Linked DNA regions of Drosophila melanogaster: region 2 is linked to region 1. A link is a contact called in public targeted proximity ligation data. All regions are on one chromosome and are shown on one strand. The core of a region is the stretch at or near the end of the contact, and the rest is flanking DNA. Distances in the headings are between cores, read along the strand shown. Region 1 overlaps Tet (Ten-Eleven Translocation (TET) family protein). Region 2 holds the start of CG2162.

What was found.
Region 2: a targeted proximity ligation map of the Kc167 cell line shows a contact between it and region 1, with 9 times the contacts expected there. A contact is called at or near these places in 15 of 107 Hi-C or Micro-C datasets (the Clone 8 cell line, the Kc167 cell line, the OSC cell line and 5 more) and 2 of 7 datasets of targeted methods (both in the Kc167 cell line).

What each region holds. Positions count from the first base shown.
Region 1 is chr3L:2,848,873-2,853,753 of dm6, reverse strand. Tet (Ten-Eleven Translocation (TET) family protein) reads left to right here. Exons shown (of 11, transcript NM_001274414.2): 5 at 2,058-2,195. Among named protein-coding and RNA genes, the nearest start is that of Tet, 28 kb to the left of the region's middle.
Region 2 is chr3L:3,033,226-3,038,106 of dm6, reverse strand. CG2162 reads right to left here and starts at 2,911. Exons shown (of 10, transcript NM_139503.3): 1 at 2,743-2,911; 2 at 1,446-1,616; 3 at 1,206-1,378; 4 at 146-323. The coding sequence starts at 1,239.

The DNA of each region.
Region 1 (4,881 bases), core at 1,089-3,588:
ATCCTAAACAATCATGGTTAAAGTGAACTTTACAAAACAAAAGTCTTGAGTATAACGAAAAAAATGGATTTCCATTTTAGGAATCGTACAGATTCACCTCTGAAATATTTCCTTCCACTTTAAACTCGCAAGACTTGTGCGTGCCGTGCACAACTGTACCGATTCCACTTTGTACGTAACTTTGTCGTATCGGTTTCACCCGAAAACACCTCAAGAGTTCCCAAAGGCAGCAACTAAATTTAGACGCCACCGAGTGCAACCCCAACTCACAGTAATCCCAGATACCAGATACCAGACTCCAGCAGCAATCCCCAGTCCCAGTGACATCGTCTCCATCTTCCATTTTCAATCTTGTGGCAGTCTTTTCATCATTGGGGGGCTGCAACTCTGGCACGCTCTCAACTGCGACTGTGTGACTCTTACTTTGGCTCTGCATTAAAATAATTGCTTCCGAAATGACAACTGCTGCTAAAATTGAAAAGAGCCCTGTACGCAGTCGCATTTCGTTCCCAATTCCCCGGATCCGATCCTCCGATCCCCGATTCCCAGCTCCCTGATCGCCCCCAAAAGGTTGACGTTCTTGCAACATGTGTGCGCGCCTGCGCGTGCCAACAATGTAAATGCAGCTTGGCGATTGAGATGGCAGTGGTGTACATATACCGCTTGGTGTTGTCTTGGGGAGAGAAGAGGTCACTGAGAAAAAAGTTGTTATAAAACAAAAGGCACACGTGACGAGATTGAACCAACGTTGGAAACTGCATTTGCAATATTTTCTATTTATTGTATATTTCCGCATTTTCTCGCAGTGTCTATGATGGCGTCGCGTATTTACCGTTAAGATGCAGCGGCTGTCAATCAGCCACCGAAAAGACTCAGACAAGGGCATTCCGCAGGCACTCCTGCGAAGCTGTCTGGATCCGATTTGGATCCATATGTCGGCCCCGCCGGTTCCCTTGGCCCTTGTCGATCTATTTTGGTACGAATGTGGAGCTGGGCACGCCTGCGCACACACTCAAATGTGCATCCATAATTTACATTTTCAATTTTAGTTTTCCGACTTTACCGTTCGCTTCTCCGCTTTCCCAGCACTTTGCCTAATGGTTCTTCTGAGACCCGATCGCGTCTCAGGCTCTTTTTTCCACGGCTCTGATATTTATGACCCCGCGCCGGAAATAGACTCGGAATTTGGTCCAACAGGCGGTTCACTTGCAGGCTGCTTCATGCTTATTAGAATTATCTATGGTTTCGATAACCATATGCTTTATTTTACTCTTAAGTAATTTAATTTGGCAGCCAGTTTCCTCTGCGGCTTAATGCCATTATTCAATATGGAGTTTTGAGAATGTGGAGAAGAAATTATTTTGTTGGAAATCAGGATGCGCAGATCAATTTCGGGGAACTTCTTCATAGACAAGCAATATTAGTCGGTTAAATCAATAAGAAAAATCGGCTGCTGATTTGATTGTTAACTATACGGAAAATTTAGCAAATCTTAAAACTCTAAATAAAGTTTTTATTTCTTAAAAACCGAATAAACCATTATATTATACTACTCTCAGAAATTAACATTAAAAATTCCTAAAAATATAATTTTTGTTTTGATAATTATTACTCTTAATACAAGAAAATTGTTGTATTTATTGAAATTGCATATAAATAATTTGTGGGAAGCCCATTAAAATTCTACATTCATTCTACATGGTGCGCCATCTAGCGGCCAGCCACAGCTACATAAGCAGTCCCAAACTTTGCCGACAGATGCCCCTTTCAGTAAATGTAAAATGGCTCGACAGTTGAAACGCCCTCTATGTGCAGAATTTTATACCAAATTTTGGTTTGTGTCCAAATAGCTTACTCCGCATGTAAAAAACTATTTTTACATACAAACTAACGATATTTGACATATGAGTTGACTTAACGAATATTTATGTATGCGGCATCTCCGGAAATATAAATTTCCACTTATTGAATCATCCTGATAGCTTATTTAACACATTTATCATATATTATCTCAAAAATAAATAATAAATAAATTCAAATATCCTTATTTCTTTCAGATCGTATTCGGTGCTGATGGTCAGCCCGTTCGACCCGATTCGAAACGCGGCCGAGGCAAAGGAAAGTCGTCTGGTTCCGGAAATGGAACGGTTAACGCCACAGGTATCGCCGCCGGCAATGGAACACCAACAACTGGGGTAAGTGACGTCACTTTGACTTTATTGCCCCAAACCGAAAGCCCACCACTTCACATTTTATTCATGGGAACTAATTAAGTCACGCGACGACACTGGCAGACAGACTGTCTGTGGTCGAGGGATTGCCCAGGCCCATTCCTCATACTACAAGCCAGACCCTCATCCACATCGAGACCCCGAGCCCCAAGCCCCAGATTCCACGTACCCAGATACCCAGACCCCTTCTCGGACCACCAGTTTTTTTTTTTGTTACGGCATGCCGCAAAAACGTTTTCCACGTCATCACGCCCGTCGCCACTTGCTTTGTTTGTTCAGGCCAATACACTGAGAGAAAAGAGTAATCTCCTTCATAATTTCGTCATTTCAATGAAGGTTGGCTTGTGCACTTAAGTATGATTTAGTCTTTGTTTTATACAAATAAGATTGTGGAGTAAAATATTCAAAATGACCGAGTTGTTTTGAGTGCAGGGTAGTCATAGCAACCCAGGTCGGTCGGCTTCCCCGAAAGCCAATCCCAGTCCCACTCCCAGCTCCAGATCCAGTCAAAGTGGCGTTCCCAGCCACCGTACCGGCAGCAGAGAATCCCCAACATCCCAGACATCCCGACATCGCAGACATCCCAGACATAATCTCCGCCGCAGGCCACCAACCGCACGTAGCTGGGGGTCACCACCATAAAAACCTGGCAGTAGAACGAAAGGAAAAAAAAAACACAGGCGAGCGAACGGGGCAGACAAAGTTGTGCCGCCGTGTTGACTTGCTCAAAGGCGGGCTTGTGCCACTTGTGCTATTGTGGATGTGGCAGCCACAAGCCGCACGTAGCAGCCAGAAACCAAAGGCAAAAGACCCAGGAGCCAACAGCCAAGAGCCGAGGGCCCGCAGCCCAGAGGATAGCTACCCAGCTACTTATTGTTGCCACGACGAGGGTCTGAGTCTGGGTCGGGGTCTGGGTCTCGGTCTCTGTTGCTATTTTCCCGTCTCCGACTCCGCATCCGTTGCGCTGGGAAACTCTCCATGGGACGACTCACTGACTTTGCCTTTGCCTTTCTTGGGGTAAGACCGGGGAAAGCGTCACTGGCTGCCACTGCCGGTGACTTTGACCTTTGACGGGACAGGGGATTTCCCTTTCAGCAGCTCACGCAACAGTCCTCGGTGTCAGTCCTCCATGTCGTTGCGATTTCAAGGTCGGGAGCGTCGTAAAAACATGACACAAGCTAATACAGTGAATGAATGTTACATAATACAGTGAGTGCCAGTCACAACGATCTTGTGGTTTGTTTGCGGGTCCATTTAAATGAGGGATACCACTGCAAACAGTCATGGTAATCATAATCACAAGAAAATGAGGAGATTGTTTCAGATTTTTAAGCTTGTGACTCTATAATGAGTTTCATTCATGATTAAATCCACTTCCAACCACCCCTGTTACCCCTGTGGAAGCAGCTCTCCTCTTTGTGGCTCATCACTCACGTCACTTTATGCGGCGTGGAGAGTGGAATGGAGTGGCATCCCCATGCCATTCGTCTAAGCCAACGATTTGTTTGGCAAGTGGCTTGTGGCAACATCTGCGTCTGGAGGCGAGTCTCCTCCAATGGAGCGTTGATTATGTCGTCACAGCGATTGCGACTTCTACTTGGAGACTCCCCGCGGTGGCACACATAAAAAGGCAAGCAGACATCCCCATCCAGCTGGATGTGTATCACGTGTGGCTCTGCTGGCCATAAAATCAGCTAGATGGCAACAGGTTGTCCTGGTCCTTTGCCAGCGTATTTCCCAAGTTGCAGTGTCGGGGGGAAACCACTTGAAATTTCCTCAAGTTTTGCGTCAGCCCTCTGTCTTTGCCTCTTGATTTTCCCCCGCCGATTGCAACACTTGCGAAGTTTTCCTTTGGTAAATTTTCCACAGGGGGAAAGTGAAGTGAAGTGAAGTTTTTGGTGGCCCAGTGACACGGACACAGAAACAGAAACACGGCTACTACTTCATTTTTCCCTTGCTCTTGCTGTTGCCACCGAATTCAGGTCGCGTTGCATTTGCCATGAAATCCTCCTGCCACGTCCACCTTTATTTCCATTCCACTCGCGACCTTTCACCGTGCGATAGGACAAATGGAAAAAAAAAGAGTAATAGAGTAACCGGCAAAGGCAAATCCACTGACGGCACACGGCGCTTTGGGATTTGGCCAAGGACGAGCCCGAAAAGCTGCAACATTTCCATGGTCAGGGCCATTGCAGTCCTGGCTGAAAACTCCACTCCACAAAACTCCGCTGGCGGCACGCTTTGACGCCTGCAACGCGGACCTGGGCATCGCAGTTTACACTCGAAAAAAATGGGTATAGCTTCTTTGATCAAAAATTCAAAATTAAAAACTAATAATCAAAGATATCTTTATATCTTTTAATCAACTAGAGCACTTACAAAACGTAATTAACTTTTTAAATAAATCTCAGTTTGGCTATTGATCCAATTTAAGCCACATATATTTAAATATAATATCTAAATATTAATATGATTCTTGTGAATCTACTTTGCTTAGACATGAATCTTTATAATAAAATAGTTGGAATTTCGATCAATTCCTTTTTCCGTGCACCTTTTGGCCTTCATGTTCATGTTTGCGTGCAGTTACCAACATTTTTGGCCCGACAGTCAGCCAGTTGGCCATTGTTCAGTCCAGCCGGGTCGCAGA
Region 2 (4,881 bases), core at 1,662-4,161, 180 kb before region 1:
CAAAACAGAGATAATAATAATAAACGGTGAAGGAAACGAGGTAACGAGATTAGCTCACGACAGAATATCAACAGTTTCGTTAGAGGTATATACGCAGTTTATGATCTATTCCTAACTTTGATGGGTTGCAAATCGATTTACCTACCTGTTTGGGGATTCTTTGGAGGTAGGACTTGTAGATGCAGTGGTTGCTGTTCCTGCAGCTAATGGTGTTGTTATAGCTTCGTTTACTGCAGCTGCTTCCTCGCTGCTGCTGTTGTTGTTATTGCTATTGTTCCTCAACGCTGGCGGCCTGTATAAATCCACCGAATTCGATTTGCTTACTGCAAGATACAGATAGAGAAGGCGCCATCCATGAGATACATTGAGAAAGAGACACAAGATGCCGAATGTGAGATACTTCACATGATACGAAGATAGATCGCCAAATGGGAGAGCTAAGCAGACGATTAGCAACAATAGTTGGCAAATGCTCAAAACAAAACGAATAAAATAGAGACTAAGGTGAAGCAACGGATTCGGCATAAAATAAATTAAAAGCAAAATTCACTCATGTCGACCCAATTTTTTACGATCCGCTCTATGCCCGATTTTCGTGAATGTCAACACGAACTTGACAGGTGGATCCCAGGCAGCAAGGGGGGGCTGCGGGGGCGGTCCAGAGCTGGTGAGCGTGCGCAGCGGTCGACCAGTTGAGCGTCTACCTGCGTGAAGCCAAGTGAAGTGAAGTGAGGTGAGCCGTGATGCAACATCACCAAAAAATCCGCTCGAGAAAGAGGGCGACCTTGAATGAACGGCAACGGCGCTGCCGACGTCGATCAGCTGGCGCATCTGGTTATTTTTAGTTAATCTACCTGTTTGCTATACACTTGGCCGGAATTTAGTTATTACTTCTGATTGGAAAGCTCATTAATGCTTCAATTTGCTGGGTATCTAACACAACTGTGCAATTTAATGGCAAAAATGTACATAGATAAATATGTGAATTAATTTTCAGTATTACTGGGTATTCTCATATTCGTCGCTATCCCTGTTACATTTTCGATTTCTTTGTTTGGCTTCTTTTTGCGTATTTGCGAACACTTAAATTTATGACTGCTTGCTAAACGGGGAGCCAAAAACGCATCGCTCCAAAATGTGATTAAAAAACAGGGGATAGCCTTTGTTTATATGTACGGCCAGCTTGCTTTGGGCCATTTACTCACATGGAGTCTCGCTGATATGCTTCTTAACGCCCATCTTACAGAGCTCCGTGGCGCTTCTTCTGCTGGCGCTGCTGCTTCTGCCGTTCGTGTGATAGTGCGAATTGTTGTTGCTCCGCCAGCTCCTCGCTGCCTCTCGCTCTCTATCCTTCTCCCTCTGCTGCTGCTGCTTGCGGCTGTTAATTGTGCATTAACGACAAATTGAAATGAACAATAATCTACTGTCAGATATCAGATGCTCACTTCTCAAAGCCGCTGGGATCCAGAAGCTGGTTTCGAAAGCAGAGGACGGTGCGCCGCTGCGGCCCTTGGCCCACTGAGAAGGTGAACAGATCGTACTGCTGGCGGTATTTCTCACATGTTTGGTGGATGAGATAACGGCGGTAGTTGCCCACAGGTGGAAAGAGCAGAACGCTGCGGAAGAAAGCGGTGGAGAAGGTGAACAAACCATCGATCAATTCAATTCGCTGACTGCGTGCGTGTATAGTGAGTCGTTTATGCGGGAACTCCATTAACGATAATTAGGCGAATTGAAAACACTCCTGATAAGCACAGGCAAAACAGGCGGAAATACATTTGGGAGCTTAGATACTAAATTCGTATGATAAAAATGAATCATATATTCATAAAAGCCGTGTTAAAAATGAAGAGGTAAATCCATTTTTTTTTTTTAGAATGTGCTTCTAATGCTAACTTGTTTACTACCTGATTGTTAACACACTATAATTAAATTTTTAGTTCCATTGATAGATCTTGATTACAGTCCCGCATAAACCCAGCTAGAGCGCCGCCCAATGGGACCGAATCTTCTAACAGGTTGTTGGGAATTCTCACTTGGAAGAGGAAGCACAAGAAACGACCTCAAGAAGAAGGCGAACAAGCGAAACAAAACGGAACGGCAAAGCACGACTTGTAAACTATATTATGTAATCGGATGGTGTAATATTTTGAAAAAGCTCAAATTTCTATGCGCGGCTTGCTGTTGTTTATTGCTTGACGATTAATTGTTTATTAAACGCGGGCTGAATGCAAGAAGAGCGCTTAGGCACGAAGCCCCAAATCAAAAAATCGGTGTTAGTTGGCGCAACTGCAATGCGGAAAAGTCACAATTGCTCTCGTTGTTGTGGTTGTTGTTGCTGTGGCGCAGCTGGGAAAACTCGAAATTGTGCAGAAAAAGACGGGGAGGGGTGGGGGAAAACTGGTGGTATCTGCACGAAAGGCCCACAAAACTCGTACTACTTCTCGTTGTTGTTGGTGTTGTTTTTGTTTCTCTGTTGCACATTTCCGTATTACCATTGTTGTAACGGTACTTTGTTACAAGTTATTCTCTCTCCTACTCTTTCCTTCTTACTCTCTGTATTTGTTGTTTTTGGAGAAATAAGGGGAGCTCTACTTCCTTCTCCTTCACTCACACATTCAGAGACCACAACAGACACACACACAAATGCCCACACTAACATACACCCACACATATGCACTTGCTATTCTCGTGGCAAAAAGTTCTAATTCGTTCATTTTGTAGGTGCGACTTTATTCTTACCCACGATTCAAGCGCTTCTTGACAAAGAGCTCGATATCACAACCGACATTATGTACGAATTCCTGATCGATTAGGCTTAAATTATTTGCGAATGCCTCCAGTTTATTTTAAAAAAGTCGCGACGACGAAAAAACCGACGTCGCACGCACACAAACAAAATTAGAACTTTCGATGTTACCAGATTGTGATCCGAGGACGCGAATAACTGCCTAAAAAATACCATGTTACGCGCGAAAGCTTAAACATTTGAATTTTATAAATAATCGATAACATCAGTCATTTCCTACATTTATTTTACAATGTAAGATACTTACGCGGTAGATATTTTTAAAAGCAAATAATACAAGTGGTAAAAGTAAATAAATCGTTTCTCAATCACTAACTCTTCCCTTCACATTTTTAGTATGTATCATCATTATTACAGTGCGGTTTTAGTTTTATATTAACGTTTTTGAGGGAACAATAAGTTGCTACAAACGCAAATTGGTGTTTTAGTTAGGCAAATTCTTTTTTTCTTAAAACAATGCTAATGCGTGAGAATAAGTTCTTATTTTGTCCATAAAGTGACTGCTGAAAGTAGGTTAAGTATTTAATTTCACTGCTTTGTGGCTCAGTTTTTCCTACCAAGCTCCGCAGCATTTTTTGCCGCTAATATTTGATTAAAAGCTTCAAATTAATTTTACATAAACACGAACTACCAGGCGGAAGAGCTGAGGGAAAACCTGTCGTTCACTCCATATCCGCTTTCCCGGCTGTCAAAGAGCTATCGCGCCCTTGACACCTCCCACACCACCCAGTCGCCCAAAAGCCACCCACTTGCAACACCCCACACTACCCTCCCCGCCTACCAGCTCCACTTTCTAATGGCTATCGGGAAGCACAAATACTCCGTCATTTCAGTGCAGTGGGTTATGAGCCGTAAATGTCGATTCTGTAAACCCACGCGGAAAACACTTCAAAAATAACTAGAAAGAGAACATTTCGTATTAATTACAAGTTGTTATTAAATGGTAGTACTTGGCTTAGGCTCTACTTGAAAAAGGTTGCCCATTTACCCATTAATCATTCAAGTGATTTGAATTTTTCAACTGGCCTTGTATGTGAAATATGATTTTGCCTTTAAATATAGCAACCTTTAAGATACATTTTTCCGAGTGCTCTGTTATCGCTCATACATGGCCATTCATTACAGGTCTGAGGGTTGGCCAAAAACTATGCCCATTGCCACGCCCCGCCCGGCAATTTGCAACGCCCTTTGCTGTCGTCTCCTGTCAAAATGGCATTCATAAAACCGGCTCCTCGGCCTCCCAGTCCCCAATTTTCGTCAAATTGTCCCCGTTTATTTCGCCTGATAATGCCTCAATAAAATCTGGAAGGCATCTTTTATGGATAGGTGTTTGGATACATGAATGACTGGGTATCTATCTGGTGTAGGTGTTTGCCATCGGCAATATTGGTACATATTCCTTTCCTGTACCTAAACAATAAGTTCCGTGTTATGCCAAACTATTTTGCAATTACGAAAGCTGTAAATTTTTACGATCTTAAAGCCATTCGCTTGTGAGGGCCCGAATTGAAGGACGTTTTGCATTCGATTTTTATCTCTTGGGCCCGCAATCTGTTTGGCTGGTTTAATAAAATAGTTTTCCACTCGTTTATGATTACAACATCATCTGCTTTTAATTACTTTTGAGGCCCGCTGTGTGCCCTCGAGTATTAGGGTTAGCAATGAAATTATTCTTTAAAAAATTATCTTTTTTATAGTCAAAGTAACGTCTAATTAACCCATATTAAACGCTTTTCTTTTATTTAAGCTTTTCTTATAGCGGCTTTTTGTATTCATCTATGCTTTTTCCCTCATTCTTCATTAATTGGGTCTCAGTTTCTAGAGATTGCGTCGGAAAATGTTTTACGTAAGAATTAAAAACATCAATGAAGGTGGGGCAGAAATAAATCAGTCTTTTACCTTCGCTCTGTTTGTTTTCCCGCTTCTTTTATCGTGAGGCTCCCTTGTGGCTTAGAGAATTTTCCGCCAAGTTGAAAAGCTGCCGTCCAAGTCTTTTGAGACCACTGCGAAATTGTTGGCTGCATTTTTCTTATGGCTTTGCAATAAATAAAGTTTTAATTCCCCATCGACAG